Linked DNA regions of Anas platyrhynchos: region 2 is linked to region 1. Evidence: chromatin contacts called from public Hi-C data. All regions are on one chromosome and are shown on one strand. Each heading gives the region's core, a stretch centred on a gene start, on an enhancer-like site or on the middle of the called end of the contact. The rest is flanking DNA. Distances are from core to core; before and after follow the strand shown. Region 1 holds the start of GLMN (glomulin, FKBP associated protein). Region 2 overlaps EVI5 (ecotropic viral integration site 5).

Region 1 (5,025 bases), core at 1,147-3,646:
CCTTTTTAATAGTTTTATCTATAAGTGTGCTTAAACTAATATATAGTGCAAACTTCAACTCACCTTGTTTTTCTCATTTTGAATTACTTCTAACAACTGAGCAGCATATCCATCTTCTAAACATTTCTGACCTGCTACCTGAAACAGATTAAAATCTTCTCCTCTGAAATCAGATTCTTCCAGAATTTGCTAGAAAGAAAATATACATGCTTAACTCCATATTTATAAAAATCAAATGAAAAATAGGTAAATCCAAGTTTTCATTTCAAAATTAGATGTACTGTCACTGTAACTTATCATTTCTTACTAACATCCTTTACATATTAAAAGGAGTTACCAAGAGCTACCACAGAAGACAAAGCAGTATTTCAGTAGCATTTTCTAACTCTAAACTACAGCACAATATATAGAAGATGTATTTTCTATAGCAGCCTCCTGGTGATTTGTTCCCTCAGACAGGTACCGTTGAGAGAAATAACAACACTTCTTTCTCTGGGAGGCAGAACTTGGGATAAGCACCACGCAGAAGTCAATGAAACATGGAGACTGAACCTAGCTGCCCAATGAGGAGATCTGCTAATGAATGTCTCGTGTTTTGCAGTCACAAAGAAAAACTTGAACTGCTTACATTTGTCAGGTTTATGAAGAGAAAAGTACTTACACATCTTTGTATTATGGCTTGAAGTTCATCAACTGCCATTGTAGTTTGACTTTGTTCTTCTGGCATTGAAAACTATTATAAATTAAGGAGCGCAGTATTAAAACACATGAAGTAAACATAGAGACTGAAAAATAATCACATTATCAAAAACAATGCCCAGTAGCGAAATGAGAACAATCTATATTAATAGATCTTATGAAGATTACATGATTTTAAGAAAGGCAAAAATATATTTTTAAGAAGTGTATACTGTATTATTCTACTCCCCATATTTGCTGGATTTCATAGAAAATAACCTGCATTCTATGTACAGAGAAGCAAATTCTGAGTGCCATCAGGATCATCTTAGGAAGTCAGGAGGCCATAGCTATGACACAGACAATGAAAATTGCAACTAATACAGCCTGGGTTCACTGCACACCAACCCTGGACTTCCAAAATACACTACATTTTCTGTGCATATCTTCACCGGATAAGCTATCTGCTCAGCTCTGACTAGAACACTCTAACCTGATGCCCAGGACATGCACAGCTGATCCAGCCACTGTGCCAGTTTGTGTTAACAGTGTTTTAGTCCAATCAAGACTACATATGCAATATCAATTCTTTCCTCCTATTGTCTAGGTTGGTTGTTCAGAGTCCTTTTACCTCTAGATGCAATTAAAAACTTCCTTGCTGAAAACTAAGTAAACATTTCAGTAAAGTTACCATGAGTAACACATAAAATCCAGCTCAATTATTGCATGATGTATCAGAGCAGCGGTCGTAATCTTTATAGTTTTGAGTAATTCCACGTGCCTAAACCTGGTTATATAATCGCTGTGTCTGTCAATTACCTCTGCGCTTCTATAATTGGCGAACTATTCATCCAAGCACCCAAGATTCATATTTACACAGATATTTCAATGTAACATCCTCAGTCTTTCCTCCTAAGTTTGACCTCAGCTACCTAACACAGCATCTAGATAACTAAGCTATTTGGACGTTTATAAAAAGCAGTCAACTCACAGCAACTTAAAAAGCACATTTGCAGATTTTATTACTCAAAGATCACATAATTTTCTATTCTCAACTGCCTAATTTAACACTAACTTGCACTTTAACTTGCAATTTAACACTTTAGCCTGCAATCTAGCAATGTTTCGAACCTGATCTTTCTGATTTTGTGATTATCAATATACTTTATTAACGCAAATTGTACCACTTATTTTTGGAGGATGTCACTAAGACACCCAAAATAATTTAAATGTACTTTTGAACGCTCGTATTTTGGGGTTTTCAGCTCTCAGAAATTTTACAGTGTACTTACAGACTTGAAATATGCCCTGGCAGGGATTTGCCAGTTAACCTCACAGACGGTCTCAGGCCCTAATACTTAATCCTATTTCTAATTATATCTTTTCACTGGTTCCCGCGGCAAGCGTACAGCATCTAAACAGCAAAAAAAATCCGCTTTTAACCCTCGAGAAGCTCCATCCCCTACCAAACGCACCCCCAGCCCCCTCCCCGGGCAGGTACCACACGCAGGCCGCCCCCCAGGGCTGCTAACGAGCCCCTCGCACGCAGCAGGACCAAAGCCCCCGCCTCCGCTTCCTCACCCCTCGCCCCGCCGGCGGAGCCAGGCTCCCTCCGCAGCGCCTCAGCCCGCGACCGGCCCCGCGCTCCCCTCAGCCGCCGCCGCTCCGCCGCCTCCCGCCGGGCCGGGCCACACCGAGCCGGCTCCGCCTCCGGTGAGAGGTCAGGGGGAGGGAGCCGGCAGCCGCCACCACCACCGCGATGGCGGCCAGGAGGCCGCAAGGCAGCGCCAAGGGGAAGCCCGGCCGGCGGCGCGCAGGTAAGCTCCGAAAGCCGCTCCCCTCCGCCCCGCGCTGCGGACTCTCCCTGGTGCCCTCAGGCCGGCGCAGCGGCTCGCCCAACTCGCTGTTGGGGGCTGAGGAGCGGCGGGGCGGCCGGCGCTGCGCTGCGGAGACGCGACCGCCAGCGCCGTGGGGCTGGGGCCGGGCCCCGGGCGCTCCGTCCGCCCCCTCAGGCCCCGGGGGCTGCAGCGCCGGGAGCCCGCCCTCGGCCGTCCGGCTACGGGGGGAGCCGCGGCTCCGGTATTTGCTGCTGGGTAATGAAGAAAATAAACTCACGGATTTCCGTATTCTTGATTTCTAGGAAATAAACGTTCAGCTGCTCTGGAAAACGAAGATGTTGCTCAGAGGTATAGTTTCTGACTAACAATACGTGGTCGTCATGTTGTTTTGCTTCACTTTGCAACCGTATTATTTGCCTGGCGTGGGCTTTTTTGGCTTTCTTAGAGATAGCCAGTACCCCCTTCAAGAAAAAACACACATGCATTTCTCTATTCAAGGTAAAAGGGGCGACCGTGGGATGCTACCACAGTAGTGAGTGACACGAGTTTATGAATCTGAACTCCACAGTTGTATTTGCTTACTCTGTAATGCCTGTTTTCTGCCAGTTTAATTTCCTTGCATACTTTCTAGTCTTCTTTGTTCACTTTAAAAACCGAATCTGAAAGATTTGGACATAACAGATTTTTTTTTGCCATGGGCAGTTACCTAAAAATTCATTTGACTGCATAGAAGGCTTTCAGATGAATATCCTCAGATATATTCAGATGAATGTCTTTTCAGTGGTTTGCAGGGACAGGACAAGGGGCAATGGCCACAAGATAGAGCACAGGAAGTTCTGCACCAACACGTGAACGAACTTCTTCACTGTGAGGGTGACAGAGCACTGGGACAGGCTGCCCAGGGAGGCTGTGGAGTCTCCTCTGGAGGTATTCAAGGATGCCTACCTGGGCAGCCTGCTCTAAGGAACCTGCTTTGGCAGGGGGGTGGGACTCGATGATCTTTCAAGGTCCCTTCCAACCCCTACAGTTCTGTGATTCTGTGGTATCATTGATACTTGGTACAGCTGGAGAACTGTATGTGGAAGCTACTCTCTGTGTCATTCAATATCCTTTATGTTACAGGAAAGCAGCCCTGGAGGCTGCTACTAGAAAGAAGATTGAATTTGAGAAAAAAGCACTGCATATTGTTGAACAGCTCTTGGAAGAGAACATTACTGAAGAGTTCCTTCTGAATTCTGTATGTGCTGCGAAATTTTTACACTATTTTATATCTCAATGTTCAACTTTTTAAGTTCTTGGAGTGATTTGCTGAAGTTTAAAGTAGACAAGGTTATCCTCTCTCGTCAGCTCTGATTGCCTTATTTTCAGGGGTTTTGTAGTGAAAATATGCTGTAGTTTTGTAGAACTATATGTATTTTTGAATCCTCACTTCATTACCTTTGTTTATATCCCCATGTTGTGGACTCAGAGGTGAAGTATAAAAAGTTAGGTCCATATCATGTCCTCTGTGAATTTAGACAACAGTACTTCTTACCCCACAGTTCATCCTGGCAGCACAATTTTTGTAATACCACTGGGATGGTATGAGGATTATTCCTGTTAAAGTTGTAAATACGCTGGTAGATAGGTTTATATAACATATAAAGAGAGGAAAATTGTGAGAACAGGTACCATACTAGAGGCAAAATGATGAGGCTTTTGTATATATAAGAAGTATCCGTGTCTTTCTTTTCCTAAGAGTATTTATCTTGTTACTGATTTTAGTTTGGAGGTTCTGAATGCTGTTTATTAAACTTACTTGATACTATTATAAAATGAAATGTATTTATTTACTTATTAGAAGTTTTGAGCATGAAAAATGACCTTCCAATATCTGTTGTTGAACTGTTGTCATTTCAGGGAAAAAATATTACTCCATCTCACTATAAAGACGTTGTTGATGAACGGTCTATCATCAAATTATGTGGTTATCCTATATGTCAAAATAAACTGGAAAATGTAAGTTGCTTTTTATTAATGCTGTTAACATAAGAACCTCTTAGTGGTTTTTATATTCTTGCATTTTCTTTTTCATTTTAAAGTTAAAATATTAAACATAGATAAAAATACTGTTAAGTAATGGGCCAGATATCCTGTCGTTCCATTTCAGTTTAAGACTTATGAAGTAAAAAGTTAAACCTGACCTGTTGACAATCATTGCTGAACCAGTTAGCATATTTAAACACGTGCATTAAGAATCAAGTTTTATGACAGAGGTGACAGTCTTGCTGATGAAAGTATATCGTTTCAGGTGCCAAAACAGAAGTACAGAATTTCAACAAAAACTAACAGAGTTTATGATATTACTGAAAGAAAGGTATGGTACCAAGCTATTTCTATACTGTATTTAATATTGTTTCTGCATTAGAAATGCATTTTGTAGAAGTATTCATATAGTGGCTTGATTCAGAACCAGCATGTTTGGATCTGCTCTTGATGTTTTTAGTCATACTTTACATACTGCTTTGTT
Region 2 (5,025 bases), core at 1,020-3,519, 110 kb after region 1:
GCTATATATTTCTGAAAAAGCACTCAAACTGGACTGGTTCAAAAGTGAATGCTTACTTACACCTTAACAAGCCTTTAGGGTATTAACATCACAGCTTTTAAAAGGAAATAACATAAGCAATTACTAATCTCTCTTCATAGGGGTTTAAAAAAATCTAAGACTGCACACATAGGATGTGGGTTTTGTTGTGTGTGTTTTTTTTTTTTTTTAAGTGAAGCATTATTACAGAAAATCTGTGGTATTTGGGGAGGTCACAACACGAAGAAGAATGCCTGGTCTCTAGGCAAATAATAGTAATTTTAAGTTTAAAACAAACATACTTGAAGCTAGGTAACACATCAAGAAGGAAAAAGTCTAAGTAACCAAAAGAGCAAAGAAAAAATTAAAGCTAGGCAACTCTGTAATCAAGGAATTTTTGTTTAAAAACCCACAGTCATATGAATGAATTTCCACATAAGTTTCCCTGAGATATTGCTTCTGCATACTGGTACCAATGCATTCCCAGGAAGGTTTTTAGAAAAGTTAGAAAAGTAATACCAGTTGGTGCTATGTAACATAATTTGAAAGCCATCATCTCAATTTTGCTACTTTTGAAGATGACTTATTGTTCCCCTCACACTTTGTCTCTTTCAACTGATGGGCTCCACCAGTACTAACAGGTTAGAAATCCCTGTACCAGGGAAAAACACTCTGGTAGCCAGGTATCAGCTCTGCTCATGTCAAAATGACAGTGCAAACAGCCAACATGCTATCCAGCCTCTGGCCTGAGAGGTTGTGCATAGCAAGGGAGCAGCACAAGCAGTGGAGGAGCAGGAAATGAGCCCTGCAGATCAAAAAAGCAACTGCTAAAACAGAAGTCACTTAGGCCCCTTCAGTTGTGGAAGCTCTCACCTCCCTCACCCTGCTCTGAGGTTCGAGAGTACTTGTCTGCATACCCAGATCTATACCAAAAGCTCCTAAGACGAAAAGTCTGTTCCTCAAAAATTTGCTTTTTAGCTTGAGGAAAAGTTCTGCCCACAAAAAATTATCAGTTGAGATACATGGCTGTAGTATCAGACGTAATCCTCCTCTGTCTGGCTTTTTAAGAGAAAAACATCGTTACCGCACCTTCCCAAGCAGCAGCGGCAGCAAGTTCTCCTGAATCACATTAACCTGCAGTCTGAGAACTACTGAGTATGTGGAGAGCCTCCAGTCTCAATCAGCCCAGAACTAGGGTTCACTGCTGGCAAAAGCAGCACAGGGACAGAATGCTAGTATTAAATACCTGAAACTATTGCAGTATAGTATCTTCCACAAAAATCAAGTACAGTAATAGTCATGACAAAGTTTAAATTGAAAAATTCACTGAGAACACCTGGAACACACCAGAGGCTTTATGTCTGTAGTTGCAGGTGCTTCGTCCCAAGAGAATTGCAAGATTAAAGTTTTCTACAACATTCTTGATGATCACAGTAGGAAAACACGTCAACAAGAAATTAGACTATTGAAATTAGATATCAAGGGTTGCTTTCACTTTAATAACTATGAACTTAAATACAGAAAAACAAAACCAATAGTTTTATTGGCAGTCAAAATGAAGGGACACCAGACAGACACTGTTCCTCAGCCAGTGTATCTATCAGCTTTACTGAAGATGTATAGAGGGTAGGATATTTCCCTCTTTTTTTTTTCCTGACTTAAAAACATTTACTTAGTACCAATCTGCCTCAGACTCTTTTCAAGGCAGGCTTTTAAACTCTTACTATGTGGCAAGACAGCATTAAAAAATGTAAATGAAGTTTATTCAGAAGGGTAAATGTGGTAACTAGTGTCCTTTCAGTGACTCTACAGTGACTCATTCTAGACTTTCAAAAAACACATCACTAACATCACACACCACTATTGATAAGAGTAAAAAAAAGTTTCCTGTAATTTGAAAAGATGGAAACAATTTCTTTACTCAACAGTTAGTACTTGGAAAAGTTATTAAACAGAGGTCATCGAAAGGCTTCATTCTAGCGAAATAGTGTTAAGAGTTTAAACTGTGGGGGAGAGAACTAGCACAATCATGGATTTCCTTTACAGTTGCTCTTAAAGCAGCTTTGACATGGTTAAAGATAGGGTAAGTGTGACAATTCTCTGAATCTGCCAGGAAACACACCAAGAAGGAAGTGATGTTACCCCCTGTCCAGATCAACCTAACCAAGGTTGAAAGAAGAATGAACTCTAATAGACAGTTTCCCCTTTAAGATTACTCAGATGTACAAAGTTTTCTATATTACAAATGTGCTCTGTACCTCCTCATCCCAATCCAGACATGGACTATTTCAAGAGGATAGGAATGGAAATGGAGAGCAAGGGATTAAGATGCAGAGCAGAGTCTGCAGCTGCCACAGCTCTGCTTCCTCAGCCTGTCTATGCTTCACTGACACAGTGCTCCTTACCTTGGCCAGATGACTAACAGCAGCTTTAACTACGACTTACTTAACCCTGCCTGATTTTCTCTAAAGCCTCCCTCCCCCCACATAGCCCATCCTGCCTTTGACTACTACAAGGAAAGCTTAAAAAAAAAACGAAAAAAAAAAAAAAACACCCAATCAAAAGAAAACCTCAGCAATGCTGAGTGACCAACAGGACTGCCGATACACGATCGGGAGGAACTCTTGCTATTAGGCTAAAACTGTAGTAAAACTGCCAAGAGAAAGTCTACCAAGCTTAAAGAAAGCACTACACAAACGAATGGTGTGCTAAAGGCTGATATTAGGACATTAAAAGCTGTAAGGACATCTGAAGCTATCAATCCAGATCAAGTGAAAACAAAAAGCATGAATTATTTGAGAAAGCAAACCCAGCATTTTACTGATTGACTACAGGAATAAAGGGAGACAATATCCATTCCTTGTCCTAGCTATCTACTAAATCTTACACAAGAATGAGATAAATGAATATGAGATAAATGAGGGGCCAGAGTACACATAGTTTGGCCAAAATAAGTCAATTATAAGATGGGAGTCTAACTTCTGTAAGAAAGTGAAATATCAAATGAGGAGGACAGCTTTTCACCAGCACAGAGGTACAAAAACCTGCAGCCCAGCCATCCAAAAATCCTTTATTTGTTAACGATTTATTTAAGTGCCCTGTTCAAAACTCAGAAGCCTGCTAAGTACTTCAAGTGATACTTACTTCACAAGGATTTTATGAGCTGAACTAGTGATGCAAAAAACAAAAAGAGAGCAGAGTACAAAACAAGAGCTGTTGGATAACACCTTTGTTTGGAAACGACTTCAGGGTTTTTCCTTTGTCACTTCTTCGGCTTATGCATATGCAACAAATTAAACTTCAGTAACACTTCAGTTTTGTGTTGTTTTCATTAAGGAATGCATCAGTCTTGCTTAAGAACATCCATTATGTATTGGAGTATTTTTTGCACTTCAAAACACAGAAGTGTAAAGGGTCAGCATCAGGAACTGAATGCCTGACAAAGATGAGATGACATTCAGAATATATAAAAACTTCCTAATATCATAATAAACAAACATCTTGCTATACAATTGCATCTACTAGTAAGTGATAGAACTACCTCCTTCACCTTCTGTCATTATTACTAACCAGAACTACGAGTGACCCAGAAACTGTGATTTAAATCTAGCATTTGTGTATGTAACGTCAGATCAGTTCTTATGTGGGAGTAGTGATACTCTGCATTACAGAGTTAACACCAGTGTCTTGCACCTACACCTACACGAACATTTAGAAGAAAAACCACATGATTTAGGTTAAGCATTTCTATGGACCATGTGGACCTTGCACTGAATCCCTAGATTTTCCCCTTGCTTCTCATAAAAGCAATTATTTTTTTTCCAGGGGAATGGTATGTGTTAACTTCTTCCTTTCACTGTTACCAGCTTTGAAACAATAATCCCAGACAGACCTATTTATGATGCTCCATATTAAGCATGATTACTTCAAGAGAAACCTACACGCTAAAGACTAGTCACATGCACTTAATGGTCTTAAATATTGTATTTCAAATCATTAAGGCAAACCCAGATTAAAGTGCCCTCCACTCTTCACATCAGACCACAGCATCCTAATAACAAGCTGATCTGAAGAAAATGGAAGGCAGCTCTTTCTCTGAGAAAGAAGTTCCCTAGTATCTCATCCCTCTGCCTAGACCAGCAGTCTTCTTAAAAAGCCCTTTTTTGTTTTAAACTGAAGCTTTAGTATCAACTGCATGTTTTAGTTTACTCCTTCGGAAATTAAGGCTTTCCAACTCCTTTTTTTTTTTGTTGTTGCAGGTGTTTCAAAGGCCTTTGAGCCCAAGTACCCCAAAAGAAATTTTGATCTTAAGTTTCATATTTGCTGACAAAAAACATGCTGGTCAAATACCTATTTGCTTATAGAATCTTACACACTGAGAATCTTACAACACAAAGTTGTCACAGCCCCATAGTAACATCTACAATCAAGTCTGGAGTATTGAAAATAACCAAATTGACAATAGAGGAACTTACTTCAACTGAATCACTTTTGTTTTAAATGTTTGTATACAGTTAACACTCAAAACATTTATTTCACAACTGAACAAGCTATACTTCAGACTGGTGTAAGTTTGAGATGAATAGTTCACCAAAAACCTAACGTGGAAACTCATTAAAAGTATGAGCCACTGACTTCATGCTCCAGACTGTACAGAAAGTAGAGCCATTCTCATTTGTAAAGAAATAAAGAATATTACTAAGAGGCTACAGATCAAGAAATCATTAAAGGTGATGATCTAAAAATACCAAAAAATGAGAATTTCAAATGTGCTTGAGTAGGAAACAAAAAACAAGGCAACCTAGAAAATGAGAAAAATGGAAAAACATTACTGAAGATTACATCATGCAAAAGTAGTAATTGTGGAAAGGAATGAGCGATGATGTGGATAAACAAATGAACATAAGACAGTGCATTCTATGGATGTATAAGGCAGACTTACAAAATAGATTCCCTTCCTGTATTTACTTTATCTTACATAAGGTATTACAGAAATCTACACACAAT

Evidence for each region. A called contact is a pair of places that touch in the nucleus more often than the background predicts.
Region 2: a Hi-C map of liver shows a contact between it and region 1, with 5 times the contacts expected there. The contact joins the enhancer-like site here to the promoter of GLMN in region 1. A contact is called at or near these places in 3 of 8 Hi-C or Micro-C datasets (liver, skeletal muscle and subcutaneous adipose tissue).

What each region holds. Positions count from the first base shown.
Region 1 is chr8:8,221,429-8,226,453 of IASCAAS_PekinDuck_T2T, forward strand. It overlaps GLMN (glomulin, FKBP associated protein), which reads right to left and starts at 2,397. Exons shown (of 19, transcript XM_038182773.2): 1 at 2,260-2,397; 2 at 662-733; 3 at 64-189. The coding sequence starts at 727. RPAP2 (RNA polymerase II associated protein 2) reads left to right here and starts at 2,357. Exons shown (of 13, transcript XM_038182770.2): 1 at 2,357-2,495; 2 at 2,819-2,864; 3 at 3,639-3,753; 4 at 4,416-4,514; 5 at 4,807-4,872. The coding sequence starts at 2,438.
Region 2 is chr8:8,327,157-8,332,181 of IASCAAS_PekinDuck_T2T, forward strand. All of the region lies in intron 17 of EVI5 (ecotropic viral integration site 5), which reads right to left. Among named protein-coding and RNA genes, the nearest start is that of GFI1, 33 kb to the left of the region's middle. Within about 2 kb of position 2,270, at least 2 of the 8 cell types and tissues checked have an H3K27ac peak or open chromatin away from gene starts, as enhancers often do.